Regions from separate parts of the Mus musculus genome. Here region 1 is linked to region 2. Evidence: chromatin contacts called from public Hi-C data. All regions are on one chromosome and are shown on one strand. Each heading gives the region's core, a stretch centred on a gene start, on an enhancer-like site or on the middle of the called end of the contact. The rest is flanking DNA. Distances are from core to core; before and after follow the strand shown. Region 1 has its middle 52 kb from the start of Gm23605. Region 2 has its middle 220 kb from the start of Grxcr1.

What was found. A called contact is a pair of places that touch in the nucleus more often than the background predicts.
Region 1: a contact with region 2 is called in a Hi-C map of cerebellar granule neurons, with 2.3 times the contacts expected there. The contact joins two enhancer-like sites. A contact is called at or near these places in 2 of 484 Hi-C or Micro-C datasets (cerebellar granule neurons and cerebellum).

What each region holds. Positions count from the first base shown.
Region 1 is chr5:68,614,589-68,621,680 of GRCm38.p6, forward strand. No RefSeq gene overlaps it. Among named protein-coding and RNA genes, the nearest start is that of Gm23605, 52 kb to the left of the region's middle. Within about 2 kb of position 3,458, at least 3 of the 459 cell types and tissues checked have an H3K27ac peak or open chromatin away from gene starts, as enhancers often do. A contact at or near this core is called in cerebellar granule neurons, where this site is marked.
Region 2 is chr5:68,251,460-68,258,657 of GRCm38.p6, forward strand. No RefSeq gene overlaps it. Among named protein-coding and RNA genes, the nearest start is that of Grxcr1, 220 kb to the left of the region's middle. Within about 2 kb of position 2,817, at least 2 of the 459 cell types and tissues checked have an H3K27ac peak or open chromatin away from gene starts, as enhancers often do. A contact at or near this core is called in cerebellar granule neurons, where this site is marked.

The sequences.
Region 1 (7,092 bases), core at 2,208-4,707, 360 kb after region 2:
TTCACCTGAGGTTTTGATCTTAGCCTTTCTTATTGGTGTTAGATATAATCTCAGGGTCGTTTAGATTTGCATTTCTCTGATCACTCTAAACATTTCTTTAGGTGCTTCTCAGCCATTTGAGATTCTTCTGTTCTGAATTTGATTGGGTTGTTTGTTTTTTTGTTGGTTAGCTTCTTGAGTTCTTTATATATTTTGGATATTAGCCCTCTATTGGATGTAGGGTTAGTGAAGAATTTTTTTTCCCAAATCTGTAGGTTGCCAACTTGTTTTATTGGCTATCCTTTGCCTTCCAGAAGCTTTCCTATTTCATTAGGTCCCATTTATCAATTCTTGATCTTAGAGCAAGAGCCATTGGAGTTCTGTTTAGAAAAATTTCCCCTGTGCTAATGAGTTCAAGATTCTTTCCCACTTTCTCTTCTATTAGATTCAGTGTATCTGGTTTTATGTTGAAGTCCTTGATCCACTTGGACTTGAGCTTTGTGCAAAGTGACAATTATGAATCTATTTTCATTTTTTCTACATTCAGACAGCCAGTTAGGCCAGCACCATTTATTGAAGATGCTTTCTCTTCTCCATTGTATGTTTTTGGCTTCTTTTTAAAAGATCAAATGTCCATAAGTGTGTGGTTTTATTTCTGTTTCTTGTACCAGGTATAGTTCAGTCTTATTTCATAGCTATTATGTAAAATATTACATTAATTATGTAAGGACATAATTAATGATGACTAATCAAATAAACTCAATTACATCTTTGATAGATTGCAGATGATTGAAAGCATATATAAACCAACTCAATAAATAATTTTATTGTTTGGGTCACCATCATTATTTCTTTCTTTAAAAGTCTAAATTTTCACTGTTAAATTAGTTTTGTGTATGTTTGAAATGAAAGATTTTTTTTTAAAAAAAAAAAGGTCTTTTCTTTCTATCTGAAATTATAAAGACTGGGATAAAGTGTTGGTATTTCTGAGAATTTAGAAAAGGCAAACTCATATCTACTGGCTCATTTCAGTTTAGAGATCTGGGAAATATCCCTTGCATTAAGATTGAGGTTAATGTATGACCACTCGATGGAAGCTATTTGCAGAGCATCCTTGATGAGTTGCAGCTGTCATTCAGCTTAGTTAGGCTCTTCCCAGAGGTTCAGGAAGGCTAAACATAGAACACTGCTTGAAAATGTAGGATCAACACAGTCATCTCTCAATTGTAAGAAAATTGGCATGAGAAACAAACATAATTTCGCATATTTACCTCATTGTATGCCATTTATCTTTCCAGTTCTAGTCTCAGCTTGATTAAAATATGTCTGGACTTTCTATAATGAGATCATTAGTTTAGCAGTCACCTGTCCCAGTTTTCTTCCATGCTGTCCACCTAAATACAGGCAAACTGTAAAGCCGTTAATATTTCTCCCTGGTTACACAAATAATTTCAGATTTTCTGGTTTCAGCTTTGATTTTTATATATGAAGATTGTGATTGGAAACCACCAAAAAGTATAGTTTTCTAAAATACAAAATAAAACAAACTACACAATATCTAGATTTATTAATGAGCATCTTGTCATTTGAATTTAAGAAAGCTTGTGATGACACAGGTAGAATCATACTTCATTTATAATTATTGTATTTCTTATAGAACATGACTTCACAAAACCCTATAGTACTATATTCAAGTGATTAGTTGAACAGAAATATAAATATTGGCTAGGGTTTACAAATCAAGCAAAGTAGCTGTTGATTATAGCAACACAGAGGTGAATTCAAAGAGATTTTCTTCCTTTTGTATTTCAGATATATATGAACATGGATGGCACTGGTGAACATGTTCAACAGAGTGAGCAAAAGCCCATGAGACCTCAACTCTAGTCAAAGAGCTACAGGCAACTGAGAGAAGTTGGTAGCAGAAGTAGTCTGCCTCAGGGAAGAGCATACTAATTGGGTGTCCAATACCAAATTGTCAATCCCAAATATACATAAAAGTAACATTATATGTTCTGAGAAACTTATATTTATGAATATGTATGTACATGTGAGTATTCATAGGTAATAAAAATCAGTGAAGAAAAGAGGGCATGAGTTTGAAAGAGAGCAGAATGTATGCATGAGAGAATTTAGAGGAAAGAAAAGGAAGAGAGAAAAGTTGTAATCATATTATATCAAAAATAAAAAAGAATAGGCAATAAATTTGAAAGAAATAAAGAAAGGGGAAATGGGGTGGATTAGATGAAGGAAAGGGAAGAGGTACTAAAGAAAAGAATTAAAAATGAAAAAGGGTTCTTTAAAGAGACTGAGATATGTAAAGTGGGTAGAATCAATAGCCAAGAGTATTCAAGAACCATAAAACTGTTCCAGTGAATGGGTGCAATGAAGAAATCATATCCACCATGTTATGCAATTACCATGATCCATGGTATGTAACATCTCTTTTATTCTGAGAGCTGGGTAGAGCTATAACCATTTGATCATTTCAAGCAACAGAAGTTTGTCTTACCATGTTGCTGATGTAATATTTTATAAGCAGTGGCAGTGGGTAGGAACCTTTTGTGATTCACAAAAGATTATTTAAAATATTTAACTTAGGCAGGTAGGTGAAATATTTTAAGCATTTAAAAGGTGCACAAATGAGGAAGCAAAGATTAATGGGTAAAAGTTATGAAGAAGGTGTGGTTTCTTTAGACCACAAATAAGCCAAAAATTGAAAGGGGCAAGCTGAGAGCTACTCAGAGCAATCATATAGGGATGAGATGTCACCCCCTAGGGATATCATAGAACAAATTACTCTTTGAATGTGTGACTGGACCCTGTAACTGCTAAGAGTAACTAAGTCTGGATAATCCTTTGATCTCTGCCTTTGAAATTCATGTAAAATATTTAAACTAGTTTACATTGCTAATTGGCTTAAAAGATGAAAGAAATTTTGCACTTGTATAAAAGAGTAAAATTACTTTCTATCCTCTTCAGAATAATTTTTATATGTATATCAAAACCATAATTATTTCTTAGTATTTTTCTAATAAATAGATGAAGTTGACAGATACACCGTAATTTCACATGTCTTCTGAATTTTGGAATTTAATATTTTGATGTTTCACTTGATGAATTTGAAACATACTACAAAACAGTGCACTTTTATGAACGATTGTTTCTTTTTTTAAAAAAAAATTGAATACAAAAAACCCTGAAAATTAGTGAAATATCATTTAATCTTTTACATATCTTTCCCAAAATTTAATTTTATATTTGCTTAATATTTTCCAGTTTTCACGTGCATTTAAATGTGTGAGTTTGTGTGCTGTTAAAGAAAAGCCTACTTTAGTGGAGTTAAACTGTAAAAGGCTATTCACGTATGTTAGATTAGCAGGAGTAGATTCCAATTTCCTGAGAAAAACACTTGTGTATTTTTAGATACTGGAGGATATCTAATAAGGATGTCTGTCAAGGCAACTAGGTCATCTGTGCTGTTAATGGATGCTTAAGTTAGGTGCTCTATCTGAATCTCATAAAGCCTGGGAGATAATTGTGATAGATATAGTTCAGAGGGGTTTTCTTTGGAGAGATATTATTATTTGTAAATTGGGAAAGCTGTTAGAGTATTTATGTGTATAAGGATAAAAAAGGATACTACCATTGTAATTTCTTCAAAATACAGGCTTAAAAAAAGAGTAAATGGTGAAGCCTATTTCAGAATAAATCTGTATAAAATTAGTGATATAAAGGAGAACTGTGAGCCACTCTAGCCAAGAATGTGTGTGTGTGTGTGTGTGTGTGTGCGCGCGCGTGTGTATGCAATAACATGGGCAATTATTGTTACGATTGAGGATTGGAGATTTTAAACGATTTACCACATTCTGTTTTGTTCACAGCAAGATGCACTGATAGGCAACTGAAAATTATTAGGTATGATTAAACTGAACATAAAGATGTATGTGTTTGTGATTTTTAAGAGTATACATATCCTATCAACCTCTCTAAAGTTTTGAAATTCCACACCACTTCTGACTACATCAGAAAATAGGGTGGAATGAATTTAAATGATTGTGGTGAGACCCATATGTTATAATATTCTCTTGCCAGATTGACATTGCAAACTCAGTAAGAACAGGGAGGCCCTTTCATTATTTATAATTCTCTAGGCCCTCAGCCACATTCTGTGAGCCAGAGAAATAAATGAAATATTCATTAAAACACTTAAACTATCAATATTATATAATTGAAGATGAAAGGAATAACATGGAATAAATAGGCTCTATTTGGAACAAGAGATCATGCACATATTTTATATAAGAAACAATAATAGTTTCCTTTAAGTCCTTTGGGAGCTGAGAAAATGTAGTATTTTTCACAGGCATTCATAGATTACTAATATGGCAAGCAAAAAAAAAAAAAAAAAGAATACAAATATCAGTTTATGTGCTTTTATACACAATAATACACGTAAGAAAGTCCAGGAAATGAACAGTCTATTTTACTACTTTTAATAAATTTGCATTTCCAATTGAAAAAAGATAAAACTAACAGAGATTTTAAAGTCCTGCATATATTTATGTATTAAAGATATATGGACTGTTTCATAGTAATCCTTATTCAAGGTCTCCACTATGATTCACCTATTTTTTTTTTTTTAATTTCTGTAAAGGACTAGGTATAAAGGTTTGTAGGTTTGTAGGATATCAATCATATATCCATTTTTACTTTTTCCAAGTCTTATAAAATATCTCAGAATAATATTTATTTCAAGGATCACATTGAATCTTGTTGTGGACAGGAAATGGTCTGTGGGCTTGGACTATTTGATAGTCACTGATCAGATCAGTACTTAATTAAAAATAAAAATTTCTAAGATGTAAATTGTTACTGTTCTCATTGTGAAAATGCTGACAATGTTTTTATTAATATTGTTAGACTAAATAGAGTGAGGTTTTATATTCAGCCATAGCAGTTGTATCAATTATCAATCTAGTGTCATTCATGCATAAGTGAACTCAACCATTCTGAGGTTACTATAAGTCAATACACAATAGACTACAGAAATAATAGCACAGGTTTTTCACGTTATTATCTGTGTTTATGCATTATAATTTTTACTTAACTATGATACTTTTTAATGGAAAAATTTTAAAGATTTATTTATTATGTATACTGTATTCTGCTTGGTTGTATGCCAAAGGAGGGAATCAGATCCCAGTATAGATGTTATGAGCCACCATGTGGTTGCTAGGAATTGAAATCAGGATCACCGGAAGAACAGCTAGTGCTCTTAATCTCTGAACAGGAAGTGGTCTGTGGGCTTGGTCTATTTGATAGTCACTGATCCGATCAGTATTTAATTAAAAATAAACATTTCTAGGATCTAAATTGCTACTGATCTCATTGTGAAAATGCTGATATACAAGCATCTCTCCAGCTCCCCATGATAATAATGTTTGATATAGCCAATATGGGTTGCCACAGGAATAAGCCTAATGGAGGACAGTAAATGTGATTGCTTATTTTACTTACTTATGAGTAGTTATTATTCATCAGAAGGTCTGACACTGAAGATACTCCATCATCAGCTATTCAGTGTTATTATATCCTTTAGAAAAAGAGAAACTCAGGCCTGAGGTAAGAAAGTCGCCAAACAGAAAAGTCACAGGAGGAGTTAATCCTAAAGGAAAAGGAAATCATGTCTATTTAGGAATAGAGTGAGTTTGAACATAAAATTCCAATAAACAGAAATCACACATGGATATAGGGAACTCATGACAAATATCTTCTCCAATCACCTCTTGCTTTTGTTTTTAAAGCAGATTTTTTTGTTTTGGTTACTGAAACACACACACACACACACATACACACACACACACACAAGACATATATATTTTAAATAGTTTATATATGTAATACAAACTTATAGACTTATATAAGCTATATACATCAATAGCTTATTAATAAATCTATGATATATATTATATTAATAAATCTATGATATATATATATATATATATACACACATACACACAAACACACATACCCGATTTTTTTTGCTGCTTTTAAGTTGTATGTTAAGTGTATATGTAATTAAAATACCAAAGAACTTGAGGATCTCGAGGATATAGTTTCTTTGGTAAAGTGATTGCTCACTATGAAAATAAGTCAGGGATTCAATACAAAACTGGACATAGTGACTGTTTCTGAAACCTACCATTCAGGAGTTATAGTTAAGAGAATAAAAAATTTAAAGGTTCTGAGTTGAGCTACATTGAGTTAGAAGAAAGCTTAGGTTGTAAGAGATGCTCTCAAAAAATTACAGAAAAGTAAATACCACATATTGAACACACTAGTAACTTGTGACTTCTAAAATAAGTCAGGAGAATTAGGAAGTAATTACAAATTGTATTCTACTAACCAGTTTGATTTAGTCAGTCCTTCTGTTTTAAAAATAAAAATTTTGAAAATAGGCAAAAAGTTTAACAGGCTAAAGCTGGAAAAGAACAGGGCAGCTTGGGTAACTCAGTCAGACCCAGCTCCATAAAATGTGAAACATTTCTTAATGAAAATTGAACATTTTTAATAAATTTTTAAAACAAACTTCTTAGGTAAATTATAATAAACTCTAGTTAACAATAAATTGAAGGTATACCTTTACAACAGTTGTTCTTCCTTCCAGTTTATTAATTTCATAATCATCTCAAATAATTTCAGGGAAATGCCATTAGACTGTTAAACATTTTGCAGATACCAAATATATTTTAAAATTGTTGTATGAAAAACAAGACAAAGGTGAAAATTGTAAAACTTGCAATAGAATGAAGGCTTTAAAGGTAGATCCTACAAACACATACATGAAAAGTGATCAATTTTAAAAAGGGCAACATACATAATTATTTAATTACATAGTATAGAAATAAATAATTCATTTTTTGCAAAGAATGATATTAATTATTCATAACTCATCACTTTCTGGTCAATTTATCAACATATTCTATCTATAGACATGTGTTTAATAATGTGTATTGTTTCTTCATTGTAGAAATATCACATACTGAATATTCCTGTAAATTGCTTCTACATCTATATTCAGTGATATAATTTATATCCTGAACATTTTCA
Region 2 (7,198 bases), core at 1,567-4,066:
AAACAGGTGTCTAGCATGAGTGCCCTCTGAAATGCCTCCAAAGCAGCTGAAAGAGTCAGATGCAAATATTTACACCCAAGCAATGGACAGAAGCTAGTGACTCCTCTGGTTGAATTAGGGAAAAGCTGGAAGAAGCTGAGGAAGAGGGCAACCCTGTAGCAGGACCAGCAGTCTCAACTAACCCTGATATCTCTCAGACACTGGACCACCAACCAGGTGGCATACCCCAGCTGATATGAGGCCCCCAACACATATACAGCAGAGGACTGCCAGGTCTGAATTCAGTCAGAGAAGATGCACCTAACCCTCAAGATACTTGAGGCCCCAGGGAGTAGGGAGGTCTGATGGGGTGGGGGCGGGGAAGTGGGGACAACCTCTTGAAGATGGGGGGGGGTATGGGATGAGGAACAGTCAGAGGGCAACTGGAGGGGGAATAAAGACTAGACTTTTTAAAAAGATTAAAGAATAAGATAAAAAGACTGACTATTAAAACATAAGAGTGATTTTCTTCAATGTGTCTCCTTCTGTTCCTCCTCCTTTCCCTCCTCCCCCTTCTCCTTCTATGTTGTATAGAATACCAGAGGGGAAACTTTAGAGGAGATACTTTTAATCCCGTAATGATGTCTCTTTTATAGGTGCAGTAGCAAACCATCGTCATTAGGAAAGCAAAGAAAAAAATCAAAATGAGAAAAATGACCCTTGCTAACTTTTGGAAAACTTTGGTATCTTCAAAAGCGTTCCAACTGATTTTATAATTTTAACTCAGTGCTAGTATCAGTTTCTAAATAGTTGCTTTTTCTGGAGGCCAGTTACTGTTTTCTTATGCATGAGGGCATTCGAAGCACATTTTTTTTAAAGGTATTCAGAATGGAGGAGAAGTAAATAAAGCTAAAGCTAAAAGAGAATCTGCTTTCCTGAGATAGAAAGGATATTCATATTCGGTGATATTATCTCTTTTTAGGCTAAAAATACCACAAAGAGTGCTTTCTTTCTTACAAGCAGACCAACTGTGGTAGTATCCACCAGGCCTTGAGAACCTGTGCTTTGAATATACTTATTACATCTTGTTCACTGACTACTAGGTGTGTCTCTCACATTGATTCTAGTTCAGCTTTGGCATAGACTGAAATAATAGTCTTCACAATTGCAAACCTGTGCTAGTGCACTTACTCTAGGTATAGGGTATTTTATGTTGAAGCAGGTTTTAAACTCTTTCCCCTGTGGTATAGCGAGGCAAGATGAAGATACTCTTAGAGTATCATAAACATAAGAATTATGTTGCTCGAATTGCTCAAAGTTGGAGAGGAGTCAGGACTCGGAAAAACTGATTACTCAGCACTAAAATTTTAATGAAAATACCTGGTTGGAATGCATCCAAGTGCAGAACGCTTTGCTAACTTTCCTTCAACTGCTTCAGCAGGTGGCGCTAGTGTGCTTTTAATGACACTCCGTATGCGTGTTGAGAAATAACTGGGCTAGAGTTTTTCTGTTTTCCCAGGGAATGGGCAGTTCTGTAGAAAACTAGGTACATAACCCTCTACGTATATGTATACACACACACACACACACACACACACACACACACACACACACACACACACACACACACACATATCATTTTAATCATGAAAGCATTCATGAATTACTTCTACAGAAGCTAACAACAAAAAGCTGTAATTGAAATTATCCAGCATAGGATTAAAATGCTTTCTTCAGTTTTCCTAGATTTTGGTTATGTTCTAGATTAATTCAACCGACGGCTACATTGTTTTGCCAACAGATCACTAAGAAAATTGATACTCTGCTACAGATCAGTGTGTCTTGTACAACGTGGATATGATTTAGCATAATGGAGGAGGGCCTGGGAATCTGAATTTCTAACACGTTTCCTAATGTTAGTATATATGTTCCTCATGTTAAACTTTGGGTAGGACTCCGTATCTGAGCTACCTTCAAGTCCGGTCACTGTGTGACGTTGGCAAAGCCATTTCATGACTTTGATAATGCAGTTATGAACCCAGGAGAAAAATATGGTATAGTGAACTTCCCTTTTGGGAATATGTGCACAGCAACCATCTAAAGATCCTATAAATTCTGAATTATCTGTTAATTTTAATTTACAAATATTTTAATTAGGGCTGGAAAGATGGCTTCGTGGTTAGGGATGCTTACTCTCTTACAAGGACACAGGGTCAGTTCCTCTGTGTGCAGTAGCTGTCAGCATCCTGTAATGCTCTAGGTGATTTGATAGCTCTGTCCTCTGTGGCTCTGGTACACTTATGCACACTGATTTTCAATTAATACCTCTTCCTGTGCCCCAACTTAGACATAATTAAAATAAGAACATTATGTTTAGTGTGTTTTAGATGATTTTTAAATTGAACCCACTGACTTCCAAATTTTTAGCAGTGATTTGTTTACAAAGAAACATTTTATTTCATTTAGACTTTAGCTTATGGCTTGACTTTTAGCCCCAAAGGGAACCCTGAAGCGAATAGAATGCTGGGTCTCTAAGCCTGAGAACTGACAGCAAGTTTACAATCTGGTACAAATAATTCACAGAGAGAAAGAAGGAGGAAAAAGTTCTAAATCACTTAATTACGCAACAGCGACTGAACAAATACCAAGGGGAATTGAGAGAGCAGTTGTGAATCATTTAATTCTGTGACCTTAAACTAAATTAATGTTCTAAGGGTATATGGTAGGCCACTTAGCCCTCTTATTTCCAGTGGGACTAGCCTCAATTAACACTGGCCCTTCTCAGGTCTAAGACCTTGCTGATATATGATTTCTTGTTGACCTCAGTAAAACTCACTCTGCTACCACATACAGTTTGTCCATCTGTGTCTCAGCAGGGCTCAACAACTTACAGTGGTTTACTGGATCGGGCAATTGCTACTTTAGTAATTAATACCTGAGTGTTCAGCAGCTGAGCAGTCTGAATAAATGACTTTTTAGATGTGTAGGCAAATTGAAGCAGGGTGCAAGATTCTTGTGGAAAGGTGGCGCTTTGAATTTTCAAGTCAGTCAAGTAAATGAGCTCTATTCTCTCAGTGCTAACTTTGAAATCCCATCATCTCTTTATCTTATTTCAGCTCCAGAGTTCAAAGCAGAGTGTGAGTCAATTGAGTTTTTGTAGTTTCTGTGACTTTACTAGTATAGTGAAGGTCTTTTAGAACCTTCCATTAGGGGTCATTGAGAAGTGAGGTTAAACACATGGAAAGACAGTTTGGGACTACACTAAATCACTAATGTATGCCACCTGAAAGTTTCTTTGTTTTGTTTTCGTTTTTTGTTTGTTTGTTTTAGGGAAAGTTATTCTGGGTGGAAGAGATGGTTTCTAGATTGTTTCCTAAACTCTTTACTTGTTACTTTGTGATTTCCTGAGAACTAACTTTCAATTCAACTATTAGTGAAATTTTACTTGTTTCAAAATAATATTTCCCTATAGTAAAATTTCAGGAAAACCCTTTTTTCCTTCTCAATGTGAGCAATATTTACTGATTATTTGAACTCTTCAGGCAATTTTGTAAATATTTAAATATCTTGGGTAATTAGTAGTACTAATAACATGCAGTTTTTCTTACAATAGCAGCAATCATGATATGCAAAACTGATATGTATGTTTAGATATATAAATTTCCACATTAACCTTAAAAAGATGACAGGCTGAGGCTTTCTAAAGATGCACTATGCCCAACTTCCATCACAGGAGGAGAGTCTGTGCATATTCTGTGCTTTGTCTTCATTGACTTGTAGCCATTCCATAGCATGGATCTCTGATGTCCCCAGACTTTCCCCGATGAAGAATTAGATTTAAAGTGCTCACCAAGTTCCATTTTACTTCCATAAAACTTGCATGGAACAGACAAGAGTTTCAGGCCTAGATCTTGCTCCTGAGAAGTTAGCACTCTTTTCAAAGCCAGGAGGAGGCAGCTGTGAGGTCTGGGAATGTGTCGAGAGAGAGAATGAAGAGCAACCAAGTGAGTAAGATTTGATATTGTGAAGCTCCCAAAATGTACAAATAGCATACCTCTCATGCTTCAGTTGATAAGAATTCTGTCAAAAGCCATATTTTTCCCTGCTAAAATTGTCTATGGCTTAGGAAGCAATAATTCTTATTGTTGCCAACACAGCTTCCAACCAGCACACCAATCCTTATTACTAGATGGAAAAGATACTGAAGTTGGAACCACTCTGATCACCTCATTAGGTTGACACTGATTTATTTCCCAAGTAACTGTTATGCAAAATGAGAACGTAGGGGATGTAGGTAGATATGTAAATTCCAAAATCCATTGGGTAACAAGAATTTCAAGTTATAAATATTTATAAGGAGAAGAAAATAGAGGAGAACCAGCCTGTTGGCAGAAATGGCAAATTGGAAATGAATACAAGATGGTTAGAAGATGACTTTCAGCATTCTTGCTTCTCAGAGCAGAATACAAGATATCAACAGAGACAGGAGCTTGCACAGACCCCTTAGCCAGATGCTGGGCAGAGAAATTTAGGGACCTGTAAACTCTCTGTGAAGATATAGGAGACCTTGAACTTCTGATAGTCATGTCTCTGCTTTGTGAGTTCTGAGATTATAGATATCTACTACCACTCTTGGTTTATGTGGTGCATGACAGGTGAAGGCGGTACAAACTAAGCAACATTCACAGTCTGAACAAAATCTTTCTACGTGATATCTTCTTACATCATTTAATATTTAAAAAGAATTGGATAACTATTACTCACACATATATCATTATAACCTATGTATTAGAAAGACAATGATTTATACCTAAGTAAATTAAATTCAGATCGGGTAGTGGAAACTTTCCAAAATATATGAAAGCAATTCTAAAATGAAGTCTCCAAATAATGTGGGAAATGGATTCCCAGCTGGTCATCTCTGGTAACCTAACAAAGATTACAGGATTTGGACTGGGTTTCACCCACTTGATTTGTTAGCCTAAGTTGTTCCCTGTAAATCCCCAAACAACACAGGCTCTTGCCAAGATAATAGGTTGCTCTCTGCAAATGGCCAGCAAGGTCCAATTGCTGAAGACAACATTGACTTAACTCACTAAACATGGAGTGATTGAGCTGGTGGCAACGTAGAACCTTTACCCCTATCTTTTAGTGTCTTTGGTAGAGAAAGGTATTCTGCAGTATTTTACCGAAAGAGAAGTATAACACAAACCCAGCCACAAAATCGTTGATCTACAGTCTTTCTTGCCTATAAACCATGCTAGGGCAAAGGTGGCACAAAACTTGAGTATCCAGTGAATGCCTAGTTTGACTTAAGACCCACTTTATGAAATGGAACCTATACTTAGATGACCAAGAACCAGAGACAAGATAGCTCAGAGATTTAGGGTAAAACCAAATACTACTGGTCTAGAAAAAAAAGTAGCAATACAAAAACTTCTAATGCTATCCTGCTATACTCATAAATCAGTCCCTTATTCAGCCATTATCAGAGAAGCTTCCTCTTGGAGCAGAGAATATACAAAAGACATTGTAACACAGAGCTCGAAATTGAATGTCTCCATCACATCCTTCCTCAGGGAAGTCTGAGAAAGTGAGGGTTTTAACAAGACTCTCTGAATCAGTTTAGTTTATATGAACTGAATTAGTTTATATGAACTCACAGAGACTGAAGAAGTGTGTACAAGGAGTATATGGGTTTGCCCCAGCTCCTTTGTATACATATTAAGACTTTCAATTTAGTATTTCTATGAGATTCCAGATTGTGTCAACAAATTTTAACATCAACATAACCTCATTGTAGCAAGCAAAATCCAAGTAGAAAACAGAATTCGAATTCACCTCAGAATAACTGAGCAAAGGGAATAAAAAAAAGTGGATGATTTACAAAGATGTGGATGTGGTAGTGGAAAAAGAGGAATTGTTCAGACTAGTATGAAGAGGAAGTGTTTCTATTTTTTAAGCACAATAGCACATAACTAAAGGGACCATCATAAAAGTCTGTGAAATTTGGAGCCACCAAGATATTTAGTTTGAGGATGTAATCGAGATCCTAAGAAATGCAATGTCAAAAAAAAAAAAAGTCACCAAAGTGATGCCTGATGATATTCTGCTATATCCTAGATGTGTGTTTAGTCCAATTGTCATCAGAGAGGCTTTCAAGCAGCAAGTGATGAAAACAGATGCAGAGACCCATAGCCAAAGATTAGGAGGAGCTCGGGAAAGAGGAAGAATGAAGATTGTAGGACCAGAGAGTTCAAGGACAATACAAGAAACCTGTAGAAGCTACTAACCTGGGCTCATAGGGGCTCACTGAGACTGAACTGCCAACCAGAGAGCCTGCATGGAAGTGACCTAGGCCTTCTGCACATATATTACAGTTGCATAGCTTGGCCTTCTTGTGGGACTCCTCTAACAGTGGGTTCAGGGGCTGTCTCTGGCTCTCTTATAGCTTTTGTGACCCTTTTCTCCTTCTGAGTTGCCTTGTCCAGCTTTAATACTAGAGGAGGTGCCTAATCTTACCACAAGTTGATAGTTTCATGTTTCATTGATATCAATGGGAGGTTTGTTCTATTTCTGAATAGAAATGAAGTAGATGGGGGCAGGGGCAGAGAGCAGGTGGGGGGAGGGAGACTGGGAAAACAGGAGGGAGAGGAAATTGCATTAAGGATGTAAAAGCAAAGAAAAAAGAGAAAAAAATAACAAAAGACATGCAATGCCAATGTAGGAAATAAGGTGGGTAGGGGAGACTTCTCACTCCTTCTTGCTTCAGATATTCAGTCTATTCAAGGTATCCACTCTGGTGGAATCTGCTTGAGAAGCAAATCTTCTTGTTTTGCCATGAAAAACAGGCTCCCTGTGTTGCTCTGCTGGGGAGATGTGGCAAGTGCAGAATTACCACCATAATGATTTTGGTGATATTTAAATATCTAAATGTAAAGTCTGCAACATTTTTCTGAAAATGATATTCATATTTTGCCTGCTTAATTTAATATTTAGAAGTGACATTAAACAATTTAATTTTTAGAATGAACCTCATGTTAATCTTCATTCCTAACTTGGCCAAAAGTACTAAAATCCCTTCAAATGTGAGAGCTATTCAAATGTATGTGTACTACCACTGGTTTTGTTTTTGGAGTCAGTGAAGTATTTTTCTGCATTGCCACTTCTCACTGGAAGTAGATCACATTTTCTGTTTCCTAAAATAATAAGGTTTATT